2 separate regions of the Mus musculus genome follow, and region 2 is linked to region 1. Evidence: chromatin contacts called from public HiChIP or PLAC-seq data. All regions are on one chromosome and are shown on one strand. The core of a region is the stretch at or near the end of the contact, and the rest is flanking DNA. Distances in the headings are between cores, read along the strand shown.

What was found. HiChIP or PLAC-seq counts read pairs in DNA pulled down with a chosen protein or histone mark.
Region 2: a contact with region 1 is called in an H3K27ac HiChIP or PLAC-seq map of microglia, with 5 times the contacts expected there. The contact joins two enhancer-like sites.

What each region holds. Positions count from the first base shown.
Region 1 is chr13:73,486,913-73,491,952 of GRCm38.p6, reverse strand. It overlaps Lpcat1 (lysophosphatidylcholine acyltransferase 1), which reads right to left. Exons shown (of 14, transcript NM_145376.6): 3 at 2,852-3,066. Among named protein-coding and RNA genes, the nearest start is that of Lpcat1, 22 kb to the right of the region's middle. Within about 2 kb of position 1,837, at least 60 of the 459 cell types and tissues checked have an H3K27ac peak or open chromatin away from gene starts, as enhancers often do. A contact at or near this core is called in microglia, where this site is marked.
Region 2 is chr13:73,802,481-73,807,497 of GRCm38.p6, reverse strand. It overlaps Slc12a7 (solute carrier family 12, member 7), which reads right to left. Exons shown (of 24, transcript NM_011390.2): 18 at 1,889-2,084; 19 at 1,300-1,469; 20 at 1,061-1,192. Among named protein-coding and RNA genes, the nearest start is that of Slc12a7, 41 kb to the right of the region's middle. Within about 2 kb of position 3,522, at least 114 of the 459 cell types and tissues checked have an H3K27ac peak or open chromatin away from gene starts, as enhancers often do. A contact at or near this core is called in microglia, where this site is marked.

The DNA.
Region 1 (5,040 bases), core at 588-3,087:
CACTGCATTCACAGGTAGCTGGGTAAGGAACAGACCGGGAGGAGCTATATTTGGAAGCTAACTAATATTCTTCTCCCTCTAAAGACAGGGTCTTGATGCGTTGGTCAGGTGACCAAGTGCTGGGACTATAGGCACGCATGACATCACTGTACCTGGATAATGAACATTTCTGAAAAACTTGCCACCACCCTTCAGTCTCAGGTCTATGGACTATCAAGGTAAACTGCACATCTGCCAATTACAACCCCAACTAGTTTCCAAAAAATTTTTGGAATTCAACCCAACTTCCCAGGCAGGTGCAATAACATCTTCTATTTGTGATCAGACTGATAGATCTATAGCCCAAACAGCTCAATTTCTCTCCAAGGGCTTGATAGATCTATAGCCCAAACAGCTCAATTTCTCTCCAAGGGCTTTGTCAAGAAGGGGAGTAACCCTGCTTGCTCAGAGTTGTTTCATAACTGGTGTCCTTACACTGGGCTGCTCATTTCTGTCTATAGGATCTGTGCTGTACCACTCACAGGTGCAAAAGCTACACACAGTCCCACCTTTTGCCTTCTTGCTGGCCTCTCTGCAAGGTCCTGGCTATCTAGATCAGGGGACTGATACAAATGCTTGACAAAGATGAGACACTCCCATCTAATACTCCATACAAACCACAAACCACTTGTCAAGCCCCAATCTGGTTTCTTTACCTCTACACAAGTCAACTGGGTACCAGCATCTTGTGGATGAAAGGAATTCACCCAGGGTCTGTGAGTCTTGGATGTGCTTAGGATACTGACCACAGTGTTGCCTGAGCGCATGGTGAAAACTCACATTTCCCGTGGGTGGGCATGACGACACCTCCCGAGTAAAAAAAGCACATAGGCTGTGAAGGCCATGTTTGCAGTGGATTTAGCCACGGCCAGATGCCTCTGAAAAGTCACAGTTGTGTTGGGGGAAGGGATGTCTGTGTTGGTCTGGGGCTAAGGACCTTGTTTGCCATCTGCCTAGGTTCTAGCCTCCCTCACCACCTGCTTCCCCATGGCCATGAGCCAGTTCCTTAATGTTTCCATATGCAACGGGGAGAGTGCCTGCTCAGGAAAGGAAAAAAGATGAAAGCAAGGACATGTTTTAGGTTGCAGGCACATCTGAAAAATCTAGTGCCCTTAGATAAGTGTGAGAAACATTTCCTCATAACCCTGCCAAATTGACAGCAGGCTATTTCTGTGGTTACGTCTAGGAAAGGCACTTGGATCAGGGCCAGATCAGAGGGATCAGTGCTTGGTAGTTCATAATGGTAGCCATGTCCTTTCTTCTGCACATCTCTCAGGCAAAACATACCTCAAGATTTTAGAGGTTTCTCTGAATTCAAAAGCGCAGGAGCCTGGTATATACAGAGAAATCAGGATACCAGATAGTATCCTGGCTAGTTTTATGACAACTTGACACAGGCTCAAGCCATTTTGAGAGAAGAAACCTTGACACAGAAAATGCCACCACCAGATTGTCCTCTGGGCAAGCCTATAGCATATTTTCTTAATTAGTGATTGATGTGGGAGGGCCCAATCCATTTTTGAGTGGTGCCACCGCTTGGGCAGGTAGTTCTGGGGTGTATATATGTAAAATCGGGCTGAGCAAGGCAGGAAGGAAGATCTAGCCAATAAGCAGCACTCCTACATGGTCTCTGCTTCAGTTCTCTGCCTTGCTTGAGTTCCTGCTCTGACTTCCTCCAGTGAGAGACAGTGGTGTGTATCTTTAAGCTGAAATAAAGCCTTTCTTCCCCAAGGGGCTCTTGGTCATGGTGTTTCAACACAGCGGTGGCAGCCTAACTAAGATATAAGGAAGCACTGCCCACACAGTCTGGAAGAATCCAACCCATGCTTTATAGTGTAAGAGAGACTGCTGAGTGGCTATGCTCATGTGCCTCACAGAGCCACAGAGTTACCCCAGGGCATTTACTCACAGACACAGGGTGCTCACACAACACAGCAGGGCTGTGGGACATAGCATAGAGCCCTCCTGCCAAGTCTGTCTCTCTCCTCACCATTTACTCAGGAGATTCATTCATCATGATGGGGGTACAGAGCTGTGGGCTCTTGTAACACAAGCCTCAGGTTGAACCATCCTCCTTCCATTGTTCTTGTGGGACACCACAGTTACCACATCTCTATAGTACCCGGTGAACCACCACTACCCTCTGGCGCCCCAGCACTGTACCTCATGTCTAGAAACTTCCCTGGGAACCTGGGAACCATTTCTCAACCCCAGAACCTGTGACCATGGCCTTTCAGACCAAAAGTCTATGCAGATGAAATTGTGGATCTTAAAATGAGGCTATCTTGAATTATCCACTGACAGAATTCTTAGCTAAGACACACACTGATGAGGGAAAGAGGAAAGCCGGCCATGTGATCAGACAGGCAGGACAATCCCTTGTGGAAACTCTGGAGGGTTTCCCCCTTGCACACACGGTGACCCTGTGCTTGTGGTTCCTAGATGTGACAGAAAGGCCTTGTGCTACATCAAGCCATTCAGGTTTTGTGATCTGACCAGCAGCCTCAAGACACCGCTGTTCCTGATCTGTAGGGGTCACTGGTGCTCAGGAGCAGCTGCCCAGACGCTCAAGAGACCCTGAACTGCTAAGATTCAGAAAATGAATGCTTGCAGGACAAGACTTCAGAGATGCATCTCTGCACATGACAGTACTGGGGGACATGTCAGTACTGATAAATAAAGGAGCTCATGCTACAGGGAACCACAGTGACAAAACCAGCATAGTCAGGGCCTGTCAGTGAGATGGTGTCTCACCCACTCCTGCAGCCTCATCCACTCCCACGGTCTCACCCACTCTCAGGTGCTCACTCACTTCCCCAGATTGGGATGTCTCTGCTCTCTGCCTTCATCACAATGGAGGACATGGTCATGGTGACCGGGATGGCATCAAAGTAGGAGGAATGTGGAGCCAAGGTGAGGATAGCAGCCTCAGTAGGCAGGGCCTGCCGCCCCTTCACAGCTACACGGTGGAAGCCGCCAGCAAACCACATGGTGCGCATGATGGCCTTGAGCAGGAAGTCCACGACCCTGTAAGAAAGAATTAGGCAACACTGAGTTCCTGCCACGGCACAGGCACGGAAGAGGCAAGGGAAAAGGATGCTGCGCTCTGTCCCACTAGAATGCCATGTAGAGAGGAGAGCACCTGCTTGTCAGTGGTTAATCAGGCCTAAGTTTCTCTTGCAAATCCTCTTTCTGGGAAGAGAACTTGACCCTCCAGAAAGTCCTCAACAAAAACCAAGAGGAGGCAGGACAGGGGACAGACTAGGTCTCAGAGACAGATCTACCTGAGAGAGAGTGGTTGATCTGGATGTCCCAGGAAGCCAGCACTACCCCCAGTATGGCCTGACCGTGGAGGGCTTAGCGAACTGGGGCTGAATTGGGGGTTTTGACACTCTTTCTGCCACAAGCAAGAAAAAGAGATATTGAAACTGCAAGAGGAAAAGAAGAAGAGAAAGAGAAAAAGAAAGAAAGCAAGCAAGCAAAAAACAAAGGCTATAGTCCACATGCAAAGCAAAGAATGTATGTAATTTAAAACTTTAAATCACAGGGTGTGGCTAGGAAGCCACAGACAGGGGAAGTTCCCCAGGATGGAGATAACCTTTCTGAGGGTAGAGGGTAGGCTACTCAAGACCTCCAATCTCACAGTAGGGTGACACTGCATCAATCTCACAGTAAGGTGACACTGCATCAATCTCACAGTAGGGTGACACTGCATCTTATCAGCCCAGGAACTGAGTCCCGAGGAGCTCTCAGGAACGGAGCCTCCTCCTCTCAAGCTTCCGGTCAGAGAGCCAAGACCCAGCAGGAGGACCAGGCTGCCGGCCTGACCCACCCTGGGAATTCTCTGGTGGTAGAGGAGCCAGTCGAGGGGTCAGTGCTACCAAGAGGCAGCACTGTGAGTTTTGTGACACTTGTATTTTGAAAGTAACTTAAAATAAGCTTCCTTTTAAAAACTGTGTCAGTCACTGAGATTTTCAGGAAACGTCTGAATGCTACCAACTTCATTCAGGGAAAAAAAAATCGTCTTTAACATCAATCTGTTCACAACAGTTTTGCTGTGCAAACGTAACACGAGCCTGAGTCTGAATGAATCTGCTGCTATAACTCAGCAGAACTTTACTCTGCAGCCGGTTATTTTAAAACCTGCCTTTTCTGTACCACTATAACTAAGGCTTCTTATTACTATGTCTCCTTCCAGAAGTCAAAAGCACCCATGAGAGCCAAAGGCCACAAATCCAGAGTTCCCATAGATCCTGAATGATGGTGTCTAGGGCTTCATGTGTCACAGCATGTGTCTAATGTACATGGGTGCACTGCACATGACACTCTACACATATGCACCCATACTCATCTACATATTCTCCAACTTGTACAATCAAATGATTGTATGTACATCATTCTCACCTGTGTACATATGCATGTGTACATGCACATACATATACACTCCAACACATGTATGCACTCTATACATATGCACATTTCAACATGTACACACTTGCATACTCCTAGCTATACACATATATATAGTACGACAGGCCTACTCCTACATGTTCACAACACACTTATATATGTAAGTATACTCCCACACCAAAATATACTCCATCATCTTCATATATACATGTGTACTCCAACATGTATACATACACACATACTTTTACCTGTGTACACTCATACATGTACATATAGCAACATATACATATTTCAACATCTAAACACATATCCATACTCTCATCTAAATGCACACTCCAACAAGCACACACACACAAATGCATATTCTCATGTATGAATATTCACATATGTACATGTATGTATATGTTTCATATACACATACTCATTTACACACTTGGGCATGCTGAAGCTCATTGTGTGTGTACACAGGAGAAGCCAGGGGAGGGAGCACGGGGGTGGGGGTGGGGGGAGTTCAGCCTAAGTCACCCACTTTGAAGATGGTCTTGTTGCTCTGGGACTCTGGAGTGAGGAAGGAAGAAAGGAAGGGGTGAT
Region 2 (5,017 bases), core at 2,273-4,772, 310 kb before region 1:
GAGACCACACAAGTGAGAACATAGCATTCAGAGAAAGCAGAAGGCAGGAAGGAGCAAAGGATACACAGTCAATCCACAAGGGGCTGCTCGGTCAGTAGGAACAATCTTGGGTCCTCAGGGGCAGCTGGAGTGGGTATCTCAGAATGAACCTCACTCCTTAGTCATTCAGACACAGTAAACCGCATCTACTGTGACCCAGGGTCACTTTATTCTATCTGTTAGCCCCAGCATGACTTCACTCATGGCCCGATATATCCACAGATAGGCAAATAATTTCTAGTTGAGGAACTATGAAGTCATGGACAAAAACAGAGCCCCAAGCATCCACATCTGATTTGGTCAGTTGCTGGCCAAACCTCCCAAGGAGCAGCCACATCAAGCTCCTGTCAGCAAGTGCCTCTTAACTGAACTCAGGGACCCTGGTGGGGGAGCTGGCAGAAGGATTGCAACCCCACAGGAAAAACAACATCAGCTGGCTGGACCACCCAGTGCTCCCAGGGACTAACCCACCAACCAAGGAGTGTACAGGGAGGAATCCATGGCTCCAGATACATAGGTAGCACAAGATGGCCTTTGTCTGACATCAATGGGAGGGGAGACCCTTGGTCCTGTGGAGGTCTGATGACCCAGCGTAGGGGGATGCTGGAGGAGTGGGGTGGGGTGGGAGAGGGTGGGTGGGTCGGGGAGCACCATCATACAGGCAAAGGGGAGGGAGGTTGTGGGATGGGGTAGCAGGGAAATGGGATATCATTTGAGATGTAAACGAATGGAGTGAGTAATAAAACAAAACAAAAAACTAGAACCCCAGGCTCCAGACCTCTGAGCAGACCTCACTCCCAGGGAGTACACCCCACAGACCTTCTCCACCAGAGCTGCTGTCAGCTGAGACAAGCTCAGATGTAGGATGGGAACAGTAAGACTATACAAGTGCTACCCTATGGAACATGCCGGGATGTACTATCTCTGTTATTCCAAAAGTGTAGCATGACATCCAAGTCCGTCCATCCGTCTGTCTGCCCATCTGCACCCTCCCGTCCCCAGCACACAGCTGTGCACGCACCATCTCCACCACCTCCACCTCGGCACTGATCCTGAGGTGGTACAGGAACATCTGCAGGTCCTTCTTCATCTGGATGCTGTTATCATCCACCTGGGCCACAGTGAAGATGCGCATCCGGCACTTTCGCCACACCTGGGGAAGAGGGGGGACATTTCTGCAGGAACTCAGGCAAGGCCACACCCTCCACATAGTGGTGTCCCTGTAGCCTAGCTGTTGGCCTATGGTCCTACGACAGACACCTTGTGCTGGCGCAGCAGAAAGGGCAGAAGCATGAGCATGCCCCCGTCATGCACGATCCACCACACATCAATGTTCCCGTCGCTGAAGCGCTCTTGGTTTTGTGGGAATAAGTCAATGTTCTTGGCCACCAACAAGGCCTGATGTGCTGCTGTAGTGTCACGGACTGTGTCTGTGGAGAAAGGTATCCATGGGTAAGTTACCAAGGGCCAGCTGGACCATGGGGTCTCATGAGGGGATGAGCAGGGAGCTAGCTTCCCTCCAGACAGTGGGAAGACTGTCACAAGCTAAGTAGGCATGGTCCCATGAAGTCATCTAACCAGGGGGTGGCGGGGAGGCATCAAAGAACAACTTTCCATATCAGAGCTATTCCATCATCTCCAGAGGACAGTGTGTCACATTCTAGGAAAATCCCCACATGGGGACTGGGCTTGGGCATGAGAGGAGAGTATTCAAGAATGCAAACCTGCCATTTGCTTTTTCTGTAACTAACAACTTGGCCAGCACATTCCAAGGCCCCAAGTCTATATTTTCTGGCCATACACTTAGTGTGACAGTAACACTTGGGATGGGCATGGTTGCCACACCCACCTACAAAGTTCTTCCAGGAGAAAGGATTATCTGCCTCCTTCCAAGCCTCTGGCCAGGCCATGAGGACAGTGTTGTGTTTCATGCCACCGAGGCCAGCCGACTGGATCAGGTGGGACGCACCATCTCGCAGGTTGGAGGACACCACCAGCTGGCAGAAGCCCTTCGTCTTCTCTGCACTCATCAGAGACCGGATATTCTGTGGGAGTTGTGGAGGCAGGTGTTAGTACAGGATGCTAAGACACATGCCAGGGACAACATGCCCTTCGTCCCTACAGTGAGGCAGCCCCACACATATTCTTCTGGTGTGTCTGAAGACACCTACAGTGTACTCATACAAATAAAAATCAATAAATCTTTTAAAAAGAATAAGCATCCAACACTCATGGGCCATGCTTCATGGACCGACTTTAACAGCCTTTGAGGGAATGGAATGCTCCAGTAAGGGCTATCAGACAAGCCACCATGTCAGTCTCCACACCTGTCCACTCCCGTCATTCCATCACTATGTCAGGCATCTACCAGGACAGCTCTTCCCTCCCCAGAGCTGCTTAGGGACAATGGAGAGAGAGATTGTACGCTACGACTCAGGACACACCATTCACGAGTCAACAGCCTAGGGATGCTGTCCTTCTACAGCAGGCAGCCTACTAGGTCCTGTTGGGTGCAGGGTATCTGATGGTACCTAGAGGAACAGCCCTACTAGACTTCACACTTATGTGGACGGTGACCCTCATGCCTTTGCGCTCGCTCTCCCTTTTAGATCAGGAAGACCATGTGGTCACCGTCAGGCAAACGTTTTTCCACATCTCTTGGTAATAAGCACAGAGAGGAGTCCGTTTCGGTGTGGCCTGTGACGAGGTCCAGACTTGTTGATGCTTACAACTTTGGAGACTGCAGTGCAACGAATGTAGTTGCGTGGGAGGGAGATGTGTTTGGGGAACGAGGACAGTGACGGGTTGAATGGTGTTCCCAAGAGGGGTTCGTTTTGACCGTGCTACAGCCAAAATGGGGAAACATGGCCTTATTTGGAAAAAGTATCCTAACTGTTCAATGGGACCCTGAACTCAGTAACAAGTAACTCAGACAAGACGGAGGAAAGAGAGATCTGAGAAGGAAGGCAGCCATGTGGAGACAGGCTAAGCCTAGGAATGCCTGGAGCCCCCCCCCCCCCCAGCAAAGCCAGAAGAGGGAGAAAGTGATTTGAGCCCACTCTGCCCATACCTCAAATTTAGACTTCACCTAGTCTAGGTTTGCTCCACTGGTCACAAGACTCACTATTCTCCCTCCTTTGCCTGATTTCGACTGCCTCCTATATTGGTCCCACAATGACTGCCCTGCACTACAGTTCCACAACTAAAGCTGTACTGACAATACACACGGTTCCCAGCCATCCTTTCACCTCTACCCTTGCTTTGTGTTCACCTCCACCAACCACCAGCCAGCCATCTAGGGTAGACCAGGCTCACAAGAGGAACATGTTCCACTTATAGAATTCTGCGTAATTCAGAAACAATCTAAACACACTGTCCTAAAAGGGGAACATGCCAGTGATTGAGAGGCAGCCCAGGCGGGAGGCGTGGTCACAGGGACACAGCTGCTCCCAGGCAGGAAGGACAGTGCCCATGATGGGGGTTTCATAGGAGAAGTACTGGAGAGGCTGACTCAGCTCGATGGCATGTGTGTGGCAGGGCTACTCTGTCCTCCTATGGGCTGAAGCTGGCTAAAGGTCACAGCACAGAGGAACACTGCGGAGGACTGACCAGAAGGATATGCCTACCGTACACGGTACCTACACACCCCTGCCCTGGCTTTGTGATGCCTGTGTCCCTGACAAAGGCTGCAACATTGCTTTCCCCAGGCTAGACCCAAAGAGCTGGAGCTGGATCTTAGTTTTTGCCTTACTGCTAGAGAATCGCCTGCCCAGCCTAAGGTTTTAGAGGACAGAGCCCTGACCAGGCAGGAATCTGGTCCAGATAAGAAGTTGGCACATCTGCCAAAGCCACTGTGGGCAGGGAAACCTCACAGAAGAGGAAGACAGGACCCTTAGTTAGGGAAGGATAGGGTGACTCAAACCCTCAAGCCCTTTCATGCAAATGCTGCAGTAGAGGGAAAGTGATATTAACCCTGACATAGTAAGGAAATGCCCAGAACAAGCTTCTTACACAAGCTCTGATCACTTAAAATGAATGGCTTTCCCAAACTGTCTTCGTTTAATATTACTACTGATAGTCCGACTAAAGGGCAGAGCTCCATCAGGCAGGAGGGGCAGGTGGACCCTTGGGCAGCTCCTTCTGGCTTTTGCTGATCAATAAAAATGACTAATTCCAATGCTAAACCTTTCCTATGGGTACCAGGAGAGGCGAATACTTGGCTTCTGTTTCTCAACACATGTTCCTGATTCAGATTCTTTAGAACCTTCTGCCTAAAAGCAAATAGAGATTAAAATCATCCAACCAGGGTTTGAGTGTGGCTCAGTGGCTGAGTGAGCACTTGTCTAGCACATATGGGGTCCTGGGTCCCACCCCAGCACTACAGAATATAAATTAATCTAACAGACATACATGAGATAGCCACAGGAACTCTTTGGTTTTTGTTTGTTTGTTTGATTGATTGATTGATTGATTGATTGATTGATTGATTTTTGAGACAGGGTTTCTCTGTGTAGCCCTGGCTGTCCTGGAACTCACTTTGTAGACCAGGCTGGCCTCGAACTCAGAAATTCACCTACCTCTGCCTCCCAAGTGCTGGGATTAAAGGCATGTACCACCACGCCCGGCCACAGATACTCTTCTCATTTCTTATCAGAATGGAGATTGAAACCAGAGTCAGAGGGTCCCCAGCAGGCACTCACTTCAACACAAATACCTTTCCCCATGTTCTGCCAGTGACATCAGATAACAAACAAGAGTCCATGCACACCCTTCGAATCTGTCCAAAGGGTGGCCTTAACTCCAGAGATCCCCTCTAAAGTGTAGAGGAGACACCAGGAAAGGACATGAGCATACCATTGCTTAAAGCAGATGCTGGCCTTTTTTGTACCCAAGAAATATCACAGATAAAAACAAGAGCACCTCCAAGACAGAGCCACTCTCTCTCCCATAACAAAATGCCCCTCAGACCAGCTACAGG